2 separate regions of the Sus scrofa genome follow, and region 2 is linked to region 1. Evidence: chromatin contacts called from public Hi-C data. All regions are on one chromosome and are shown on one strand. Each heading gives the region's core, a stretch centred on a gene start, on an enhancer-like site or on the middle of the called end of the contact. The rest is flanking DNA. Distances are from core to core; before and after follow the strand shown.

What was found. A called contact is a pair of places that touch in the nucleus more often than the background predicts.
Region 2: a Hi-C map of skeletal muscle shows a contact between it and region 1, with 5 times the contacts expected there. The contact joins the promoter of NCOA4 here to the promoter of PARG in region 1. A contact is called at or near these places in 2 of 5 promoter capture datasets (fetal liver and liver), 24 of 47 Hi-C or Micro-C datasets (alveolar macrophages, blood, brain and 9 more) and 2 of 2 datasets of contacts at active chromatin or transcription factors (alveolar macrophages and skeletal muscle).

The regions. Positions count from the first base shown.
Region 1 is chr14:90,478,402-90,483,955 of Sscrofa11.1, forward strand. It overlaps PARG (poly(ADP-ribose) glycohydrolase), which reads right to left and starts at 2,614. Exons shown (of 18, transcript XM_005671222.3): 1 at 2,527-2,614. LOC100157391 (mitochondrial import inner membrane translocase subunit Tim23) reads left to right here and starts at 2,554. Exons shown (of 7, transcript XM_001926555.6): 1 at 2,554-2,900; 2 at 5,134-5,192. The coding sequence starts at 2,795.
Region 2 is chr14:90,528,369-90,533,922 of Sscrofa11.1, forward strand. NCOA4 (nuclear receptor coactivator 4) reads right to left here and starts at 2,803. Exons shown (of 10, transcript NM_001243122.1): 1 at 2,704-2,803. MSMB (microseminoprotein beta) reads right to left here. Exons shown (of 5, transcript NM_213852.1): 5 at 4,724-4,994. The coding sequence ends at 4,865.

The DNA.
Region 1 (5,554 bases), core at 1,364-3,863:
AATCAGTGAGGATTGACTGCCTCCATCATCTCCCACTCACCTCTCCTCATTTATATGCAAATAAAGTTAACAGAACCACAGATTAGCCTATCACAGAAGTCTGATACAATCTCTGAGGTCACTTTCAGTTCCCCGTCCCTCCTATCTCCTTTAATAAATCCTCTGCAATCAACATCTGAAACCCATCCCTTCCTCATCTTCAAAATAGCACCAACATTAAAAGAACAAGTATATCACTCACTGGGCAACTGCGTTTGTTTCTTGCAACTGGTCTCATTGTCTACAGCCCTGACTTTCTCTAACCTGGTGTTTTACAAACTACAAATGACCAACATTTGTTAATAAAATAATACAGACACATGAGAATGCATCATACATAGTAAAGATAAGCATTATTTTATGAAACACTTGTTTGCTGTAAATATTTGCCTATATATATGTATATATGTACACATGTACGTGTGTGTGTATATATACATGTATTTCTTACTCTGTGTACCAGGTGAAATATACTATGGTTTGCAGTCAGAAAAATCCAAAGACCACTGAGCGAGGCCAGGGATCGAACCCATGCCTTCATGGATGCTAGGTGGGTTCATTAACCACTGAGCCACTATGGGAATTCCCCCAGCCTCTTACACTACTGACCAGTGCATTCTCCTTGAAATATTCTCATCCCTGCATGACACAATCAAAGCCAGGTTTCCCTCCTACTTCTTTGGCTGCTTCTTTTTTTTTTCCTGGCAGCACCCACATTATGAGGAAGTTCCTGGGCCTAGGATCAAACTGGCACCACAGTTGCAGCCGGCACCACAGTTACAGCCTATGCCACAACTGCAGCAATGCCAAATCTTTAACCTGCTGCACCACAAGGGACCCTCTCAGTCCACTCTTAAATGACAGTGTTTCTAGAGTTTCTTTTCTAGGTCGCCTTTATTTTCACTACATGCTTTATATGATCTAACCTACTTCCATGGCATCAACTATCATGTTTATGCCAAGAACTCCAAAACCTATATTTCCATCACAGAAATATTTCCTGGGGTACAAACCCACGTATCCCATTCTCTCCAGAATCCATCCACTCTTCATCTTTCCTACAGTCTGAAACCAAGTATAAACCATCATGATCTCCTATCTAGAGTAACTCCTTAACTAGTCTTGTGCCCGCACTTCTGCTCCCTTTCAATCTATTCTTCATTTTCCACATACCAGGGAAGGACCTTTAAAATATATACATTTTAATAAACTATATGTATTTTTGATACATATATATCTCCAATCAAGTCCAATCAGGATAAAGCTCAAACCTCTTAGCATTGCCCAATATGATCTGATCTTTGTCTACTTCTTTGCAATCCCATCTCTCACTGCTCTCTGGACAACCTACATCAGCTGCACTGTGGGATCACTTCCTTAACTTCCTCTTCATCTAAATAACTCATCACTCTTCAGTCCTCAGAATAAGATCCTCACCTTCTGGCTAGGAGATTATCTTTGACCTTCAAACTAGATCAGGCACATCTGACGTCTTATCCTAACTATCTGTCTCATATACTGGAACATCCATTACCCTTTATTATATTTACCTCTGCCATTGTCTACCTCTTCTGATAGATTTTAGGGTCTGAAAACAGACCAAGTTACCTTTGTTCACCACTGTATGTCAAAGACGGGTGTAAAGCCAGTAAGACTAAGGGCTCTCCACCCAGAGACTGAGAATTAAAACTGAGGACAGCTGTGACTTTCTTTGTAACTTTCTTTATATCTAGAGACTGAAGCTTCAGGTAAAAGATTAAACCTCCTTAACGACCAAGGCAATTCCAATTAAACCCAAGGAAAGCAAACAGGTGGAGTCTCTCGCCGCTTCCCATGCTGAGTGACTGCTTGTCAGGGGTTCTCACACCACCAATCGCCACGGGGAAAATGGGGCCCCATTCCCCGACTAGTGGCCTTGATGGCTCAGCAAGGGGACCTCAGCGTTCAGAGTGATGCATACAAGACCAGAAAATGGGGGGCTGTAGTCCCTGGGTCCTCGGAGACCAAGAAGAGCTTTGGGCCAAGGCGAAGGACAAAGAGCTTTATTTCCCCACGTACCAAGCGAGGTGGCGCTGCCTCTGTGCGGTCCCGCCCGCCCCGAGACGCAGCCTGACGAGGACGGCGGGACCCTGAACTGCACGGGAGCGTCCTTGGAATCGAGGACGCGCCTCTGCCTGCTGGGGAAGCTCCGGGCGTCCGAGGCGGCCGGCGGAGAAGTTGCAGCGGCGCCCCAGCGGGGTCGCTTGGTGCAGGGCTCACAGCCGGGGCCCGCACTCATGCTGGGACCCGCAGCGAACAGTCCCCGGGCCAGCCAGGGCGGAGAGCCTCATTCACTAACCCGGAGAGGGACGGACTGCGCCTCCTTCTCGGCGCCTCCCGGCACCATGCCCTCTCTGCTGCTGCCTGCGTCTGCAGCTGCTGTTCCGTAGGCCTCCCGAGCCAGGCCCTATCCAGTCGCCTGCCTTCCCTCTTCCACAGGCACCCCACCTGCCTCAGGATGCGCCGCTTTGATTTTCTTGCTCCGTTCACTTTCCCACCACCGGAAAGCTGCCGTCAGGCGCTTCCGGTTTCCGGGACGTACGCTGTCGCAAAGCGGAAATGTGAGGTTTAGGTGCTGCCGGCGCCCGGAAGGTCAGCGTGTGAAGGAGGTGGTGGTAACGCGGGTTTCACCCGCTGTTACAGAGGAGCAACGGCCGAGCGGACGATCCCGGCCTGAGCAGCGGGGAGAAGCAGACCGGTAGTTTGCTGCAGTACCATGGAGGGCGGTGGAGGAAGCGGCAACAAAACCACAGGGGGATTGGCCGGCTTTTTCGGAGCCGGCGGAGCTGGCTACTCGCACGCGGATCTGGCGGGAGTCCCGCGTAAGTATCGGGCCTAGCTTACGAACATTTCTGACTGGTTCTTGCCACCACGCCAAACCTGCGGCGTGCCCTGTCCTTTTTTTGCTAGCGGTCACAAGCTTCAGTAGCAATCGTGGGGTTGGTGTATCTCCGGGGCCGCTCTTTCGACATCGAACGAATTTTTGGAGCCATAGATCCGGAGAAGGTTTCTGTGGTTGTCCTGGATCATGTCAACCAGGAGATGCTGCATGTTTTCTTCCTTTTATATTCAAGCTTTCTGCCTTCTCTTTCCTCTCGCACATTCCTGTATATTGGGCCTTGTGCTTGGCTCTAGGTGAAAAAGAAAACCCCCTTCTGCAAGTAAATGCATTCCAAATACCGAGTTCATAGATAACTTTTTAGCTCAAAGTCGCATATTCTAAAACCACAAGTAGCCGTCAGGGCCACTCATGCATACAGGGGAGAAAGAAACATGATTCGAGACAACTAGGGGAACACGGAAGAGAGCTGAATTTTAAAGGTAATTTATAGACAAGAAAGAAGCCAATATGAATTTTAGGAAGGGAAATACGTACAATCGAGGGTGCTGGAAGCACGAATGCCCTGCCTGTGCGCTCCTCAGTACAAAGAATGTGTATTCTAGATCTTTGAAATTATCTAACTGGGTATTCAACTGGATGACTAGAACTTGGACCTAAAAATAGGAAGTTGGTGGAGGATAAGCGTTTTATAAAACTATTTTCTCTTTTAAGAATTTTCGTACTACTTCTTTAGGTCTTTTATGCTCAGAAACCAAAAAAGCTTTTTTTTTTTTAAACACGCTTAGAAGTTCCTAGTGTGACCTGTATCAAAACTGAATTTAGGGCGTAGTTTGTATATGATAACTTATAGAACAGAACTGTAGGGAGTTTGTGTATAATAAGTCACAGGAGCTCCGCATTTGGAGCACAAAGGGCTCTGCTTTAATGTGAAAAACCATTGTTACATTAATTGAAATTTGAAGGTAAATTAAAAGATGGAGTCAATACCATTTATTGAGTACTGTAGATGGATTTTTCTGGGTGCAGAACTAAGACAGTTAAATTTAAAAAGATGATTGCTGTTTTTGTGGACCTTACATCCTATTGAAGTGAGCCAGGTAACAAAAATGTTTCAGTGACACACTTATCACTAAGTGTCTGAAGGCAATAAAGCAGGATCTTGAGATGGTAGGAACTGGAAGCCTTTTAAGAACAGATCAGGGAAAGCAACTCAGGGGTGCTGGCTTTTGAGCTGTGACCTGAATACAGTACAAATGTGGGGAAGGGTAAGTGTTGAAGGAAACAAACCATTAAGCCGTTGTGTCTACACAATGGTGTAGAAGGTGGTGTGATAGAAGATAATGAGATTTAGAAGGGCAAGGAATGGCAGCCAATGTGCTGTTTATTAAGCCTTTTAAGGAGTCTAGTTAGGTAGGAGATGGTTAGGATGTGAGCCTTAGTGCTTAGATCAGGATGGTAGCAATAAAGATGGTAAGGAACACAGTTCGGGATAGGTATTGTTTATACAACTAATAAGACTTGCAGTCGATTCTGGATAATGAGTAGAGTCCTGGGTAATGGGTAGATTTGTGAACAATCAGCTGAGATGCAGGAGGATCCAAAGTTTAAATTTTAAACATGAGAAAGTTGATTTTCCCTGATTTGTCTATCTTCAAAGTTAGTGGAATTCAAGTCTGGGCCTCTCAGAGGTCCCATTTTCTTTTGCCATGACCCCCATCCCTGTGGTGAAGACCTACGAATTCTGTATCCTGTAAATCAGTCCTGTCAGCAACTGTCAACACGAAGATCTGAAGGAACTGCCTTTAAATATTTATACAGAGCGTATGAGGCAAATGATGTTTTTCTTATGAAATTGGTTTCTTGTCAATCTTATTTTACACCCTGTATAGTTGTTGAACATTTTTGCAGTAAAGTAGAAAGAAATAGTTTTATAATTGACCTGGCCTTTGCTTCCCGCTACTTTGATTATTTGATCCATGTTACTGCCAATATGAGAACCTGAGACACAAGTGCAAAATTAAGGGCCCCAAGAGAGGCAGCCCATAAACTACCAGACAGGGAGGATAAGACTAGGAAAGTGGGAGAAAAATTTACATTCATTGGACTTATAACTCAAAACTGCAAAACATGTGAATAATCGAGAGCAGAATTAACACTAAATGAAATAACTTTTAAAATTTTTATTGCCATGTAATGTTTTGTTTTCTCTCTAGTAACTGGTATGAATCCTCTGTCTCCTTATTTAAATGTGGATCCACGATATCTTGTGCAGGTAAGATTTAGACTAGTCCTTTTATGATTTTCCTAGATTGGTCCTTTAACTATGCATTTAAAAAAATAACCCCAAGTACTTAACGTTTACTTCTGTACCTGGTGCCTCTGGAGACACCAAGTCTCTGGTCTCCATTCACCTTTTTTTCCTTATAAACTCAGGGGATTTGGTTTGCCTCTCTTCCTGACACTACTTGATTAAAGGATTTGGGGGGTTTGTCTTTTTTTTTCCATTTTTTAAAATTGTGATAAGATACACTAGCAAAATTTGCCACCTTTAACTGTATGGTGGTATTTAATGAATTCCTAATAGTGTACAACCATTATCACCTACCACCGCCATGCTTTCATCTTATAAAACTG
Region 2 (5,554 bases), core at 1,553-4,052, 50 kb after region 1:
AGTGAAATAAGTCACCCTCATCTCTCTCCAGTGTTCCTGCAGAAACTTCATTACTGCTGCCCACTCCTCCTCTCCTATGCTCACTCAGTCCAGTCACAATGGCCTCTTTGCTGCTCCTCCAACATACCAATGATGCCTCATGGCCCTGGCATTTTCCTCCAGATATGGTGCACTCTCCTTCTCATCCTTAGAGTAATCTTCTTCACTATCCCATATGAAATAAGTCTTCCTTCCACATATTCCCCCTTAATATATTTTTTAACTACCTTCATAGTATTTTTCACAATCAGACATGTAGAAACTATCTATTTTTCTAAACGCACTTCAGAAAACACACTGGAAGGTATGTTCCACACAAGTTGGACTTTCTCTTTTTGTTCATTTTTATTTTTATTTTTTGGCCTTTTAATTTTTTTGTCTTTTTAGGGCTGCACCCGCAGCATATGGGGAGGTTCCCAGACTGGGGACCGGTCGGAGCTGTAGCAGCCGGCCTACATCACAGCCACAGCAACTCAGGATCCAAGCTGCGTCTGCAACCTATACCACAGCTCACGGCAACAGCAGATCCTTAACCCACTGAGTGAGGCCAGGGATCAAACCCGAGTCCTCATGGATGCTAATGGGGTTTGTTAACTGCTGAGCCACACAAGGAATTCCTCTTTGTATTCATTTTTATACAGTGGTGTTCAGTAAATATTTGTTGGAAAAATGAATTCAGGAAGTATTTAATATATCTATGTGCCAAACTTTTATTTTTACACATTATCTCATTTAGTCCTCACAAAACTTTAAGGTACTTATACATTATCCATCACAATTTTAAAAACAAAGAAACTACGGCTTGACAAGGTTAGATATATTACTTAGAGTCACAGGCTTCCAAGTAAAAGAAGCAAGATTTAATCCTAGATTTGAGTCTAAAGTCTCCAACCACACTATGTTTGTTGAAGGGATCATTTAAGTACTAAGATTTTAGGCATTCATTCAACAAATATTTACTGAGTGCCTCATACTGTGATAGTCCCTGAGGATATAAGCATCTAGAGGAAAATTTGTGCCACTGATTCACCAAAAACTAAGAAAAAAAAGGAAACTTTGAAATAAGAGACAGATTTAGAAGTCCTTCTGCAACAATGACTGGTTCTGACTGCCCTCCAGTATGCTAACACTTACTCTACAAGGGAAATTATCATACAACACTAGCTAAGAAGCTGGGGTGGAGGAACGTGTTATCAGAATAGCCTGTGCAGTTTTATGAAGCCCCTCCACAGGTTTCTGAGATTCTGGCACAGCTAAACTGACTTAATCTTAATAAAATGGGGGTGAGGCAGGGAGCCTTATGTAATTCTAAAATAAGAACTCTTCTCCCTCTTTGAGAATCACATCTTCCTTTCCCTACATAGCTTACCATACTTCTCCACTTTTGAAATACCTGTAATGTAACTGTAGAAGTTTATTTAGACACAAAATACAGTATCATAAAACTTTAGATCATTTTCACAAAAGTTCCATAGAGAAAGGGGAAGGAGAAATAAAATGTAAGAAATGTTACTGTGCTAGCCTTTACATATATCATCATACCTACTTAACAAATCTGCAAGCTAGCAAACTTTGAAAGAGCAACCAAGTAACTTGCCTGAAGGCACATGCACCACACCCTCACCTCCATTTGGGTGAGTCTTCCTCAAAGGCTCCGAGGTTTTTTAAAGTTCAGAAATGTCACACCAAGACATTTTTGCAGAAATGAACCAATTATGATTTCCTGCCCCATCCTAACCCAGTAAGGCTCAACAGTCCCTACAACCATATGTCCGTATTATCAGGTGGGCGGTGGAAACAGTTACGCGATGGGGAACCTTACCCTGATTAGGAAAAAAAAAAAAAAACACAAAAAGGCGAAAAAAGCTCTGCCTTTGTGGGTCAAATAGCCTGCAGCTCTCTGCCTTTGGCCATTCTTGATCGCATCATCCCATGTTGTATCATGTGGCACTTAAGACTATTTATGAATATTGTTTCTGCTACAAGAATTTATTTCCATGAGAATAAGGTCTGTGCCCACTCTTTTTTCATTGCCATATCCTCAACATCCTGAACATATAGGCACACTATAAGTGACTGTTGGTGGAACTGGCAAGCCTCGCTCTTCTCAGCTATAAAAAGGAGGTAATCAAGCTACCTCTTGGTATTGTTGGGCGAATTACATTCACCTTACAGTAAAACACTGTGTTGGCAGGTAGAGGGCCGAAAAAAATATTATCTTCTTTGAGCTCCCACCCAACAGGCTATGTTCTGGAAAATGGGCCTCTCCCCTCTCCAAAAGACCCAGGCGAGAGCGAGCAAAAACCTGAAGCTGTCACACCCGGGGCGCGGGGGGGAAGGCGGGCGGACAAGCAGGGGGAGGTGGTCCCCAGGCCAGCTTGTCTAAGGCCGAAGAGGCGGAGGACAGGCCGGGGCCGGGAAGGGAGAAAGAAGTGGTCCTCGGGCCAAGAGAGGCGAGGGCCGGGGAGAGAACAGGCCCTGGCCGGCGGGCAGGCAAGAAGACGTGGCCCCCGGGTCGGGCGGGTCTAAGGAGAGGCCAGCCTTTAAAGGTAGGCCCAGACAGGGCCGGGCTGGTCCAACAAGCAGTCATGGCTCCCCAAACCGACCCGCCACGTGAGAGCGGTAGGAGGCAAGCTCGCCCCGGGGCCCCCCTCCGGTTCTTACCACCTCTGAGCGCGGCTCCCGGCGATCCGAGGAGACCTTGGCGGACTGAGACGCGGCCCAACACGAGCCAAGGTCTGAAAGGCAGAGTTCTCGCGAGAACACAACCTTCTTCTCAAGTCTCTTATCACAAATTTGACAGTCTCGCGAGATCTCTACTAGGGTCTGCCCAAGGTCCTTGCCTGCCCTCCACAGGGCGCAGGGGGTAGGCGCATACATTTTCCTGGGCCCCAAAGAATAAGATTAAAGGAGAGAAACGTTTGTGAAGGCAAGCTGTTAGGAGGACTATCCTGAGTGATTCTCTCACACCAAATGTCCTCACGATGTAGATATTTTTTTAGCCTTAACGTACATATGCAGAAGTAAATGTCAGAAACAAAAGGACAAATAGATGATTCCGTTTATATGAGGTACTTAGAATAGTCATAGTTATAGAGACAAAATAGTAGTTGCCACAGGCTTGGGGAAGAGGAATTATTGTTTAATGGGTACAGACTTTTAGCTTGGGATGATGGGAAGTTCTGGGTATGGATAGTCACACAGCAATTCGAATGTACTTAGTACCACTCAACTGTATACGTAAAAATGGTTAAAATGGTTATATATATGTAGTGACCAGATATTAAAATAAGAACCTTTCTGTCCCAGTTTTGACAGAGGTTCCCATTACTAACTAAGTGCTACCCAGCAAGGTGAAAGACCATCTGAGTAGGATTTGTGAAGGAGATGATCATAAAAGTGCAGCCTCTCACCCAAGAACATCAGCGGGCAAGGCTCTCTCAGCAAAAAGCAATAGGAAACATAGGTTTAGATGCACACGCTAAAAGGGCAGTCATAGGCATAGCATACTTTTAAAGCTCCTGTTCCTCATTCCTTCTTCAATTCAAATGCAGATTCTGGAACAAGGCGACTTTTTTTTTTTTTTTTTTTTTTTTGCTTTCTAGGACCACACTTGTGGCATGTGGAAGTTCCCAGGCTAAGGGTTGAATCAGAGCTGCAGCTGCGGGCCTACATCACAGCCACAGCAACGCAGGATCTGAGCCGCATCTGCGACCCACACCACAGCTCATGGCCACAATGGATCCTTAACCCACTGAGCGAGGCCAGGAATCGAACCTCATGGACAATAGTCAGGTTTGTTACCACTGAGCCATGACGGAAACGCCAAAGGTGCATTTTTATTATCTTAGGGTGACCAAAATCCAGGATATGCCTAGATTGTTCAACTAGCCCACATAGCATGTTTGCATAGGTAGGGTTATCGGGCAGAGGGGAAGTAAAATCTCTTTACCGATTGCCCACAGATTGTCCAACAGAGAACTGTTTGCTTGTTTGTGATCTGTCACATACACACACACACACAACTCTAAGCTTCAGGAGAGCAGAGACCTGGTCTCTCTGGTTCAGTACTGTATCCCCAGGCCCAAAGCACTGCCAGGCACTTAGTAAAGACCTCTTCAGTGAACAAACGTTCTCTAACACAGAAAGAGCACGAGATGATCAGCGTTGTCACTGTTTTAACTCCCTAAATTTTAAAAACCATTACAGAGCTCTGCCTGCAAGCCGTTTCCCATCCACAAGGCAAGATCCCTGGCTTTTTAACACCCCATTGGGCTGTATGTGCTCTTGGAGGCACTTCTTCCAGGTTGTCCTGCTCTAACCTCAGGCAAACACAGATGTATATGAGGGACACAGCAAGGAGGACACTCTCTGAAGAACAAAAAGGAAGGGTAAAAAAGAAAACCTCAAAGAAAATAAAGGATCTGATTTCATCTCAAAGACCCATTTTTTTGAATTGTTCACCAAATAATGGGATGCTGGGGCATCAGAGTGAAGATATATCAGAAGCGAGAGAAGTAACAGCAGCCCTCTGAGTAGGGGATGCTCAGTGATCTACTGGCGTGGAGGGAAGATGTTATATCTTTCATTCACATTTATTTTTGTCTCCTTTAAAATGTTTGCATGCTTTAAAGGTGTGTTATATAAATGCATACATAATTTATAAATTAAAAGTACAGACATATTCAAGTGTTTGCTCAAGAATTTTTTACTAATAGGTAGGGTTGTACAATCATAGACAGTTAGAGGCCATAGGAGAATGAGGCCTGGCATGGGAGAACTTGGGCCCTCTCAGGCTGAGAGCTCTGGGCCCACTAGAAACACATTATAATACCCATCCAGTGACATCACAGGTCTTTCCTGGGTCCTTCTTTTCCACCACTGTATAGGTGCAGGTCTTCTTGTTCAAGATTTTCTGACACTTATTTGTGTCATAACCCGTAGGTATGGCAGCACTGTCATTGAGACAAGAATAAGAACTGTTAGAAGGAATAGGATGCCCAGCCTTCCCAGGGCCAGCTCTGTGCTGGAAGCAGCCCACAGTCTAGGTCCCTGGAATGCCCCCCACCAACTAAAGGTCACCCCTTGACTGGCACCCCAAGGTACCACCTTCAGGACCCTGCATCCAAATACAGATAACCAGGGCTATGAACACAGACCTCCCAGACATTATTGCTATATTCCACCCCTGCACACACAGGACTGTGGCAAGTTCTGACAGGCCCAGAAGTAGGTCTGAGCTCCTCTGAGGCCAGGCAGCTTGCTCCAGCCTGACTCTTCTTACTTTCCCTGCTCAAGAGGTAGCCAACAGTACTACTGCTTAAATATGGGACAGAATTGGTTGTCCCAACCCTGACATGAAGGAGCTGGCTCAGCTCCAGATAGGGACCTTATGTGCTCAGTCACTCCAGGTAGGGACCACAGAGCCCAAGGAGAAGCTGATGAAGACTGAAAACGAGCTCCCCAGGAAAATAAACCCACACATTCAAGGCTGCAAACAATTTTACGGCTCCAC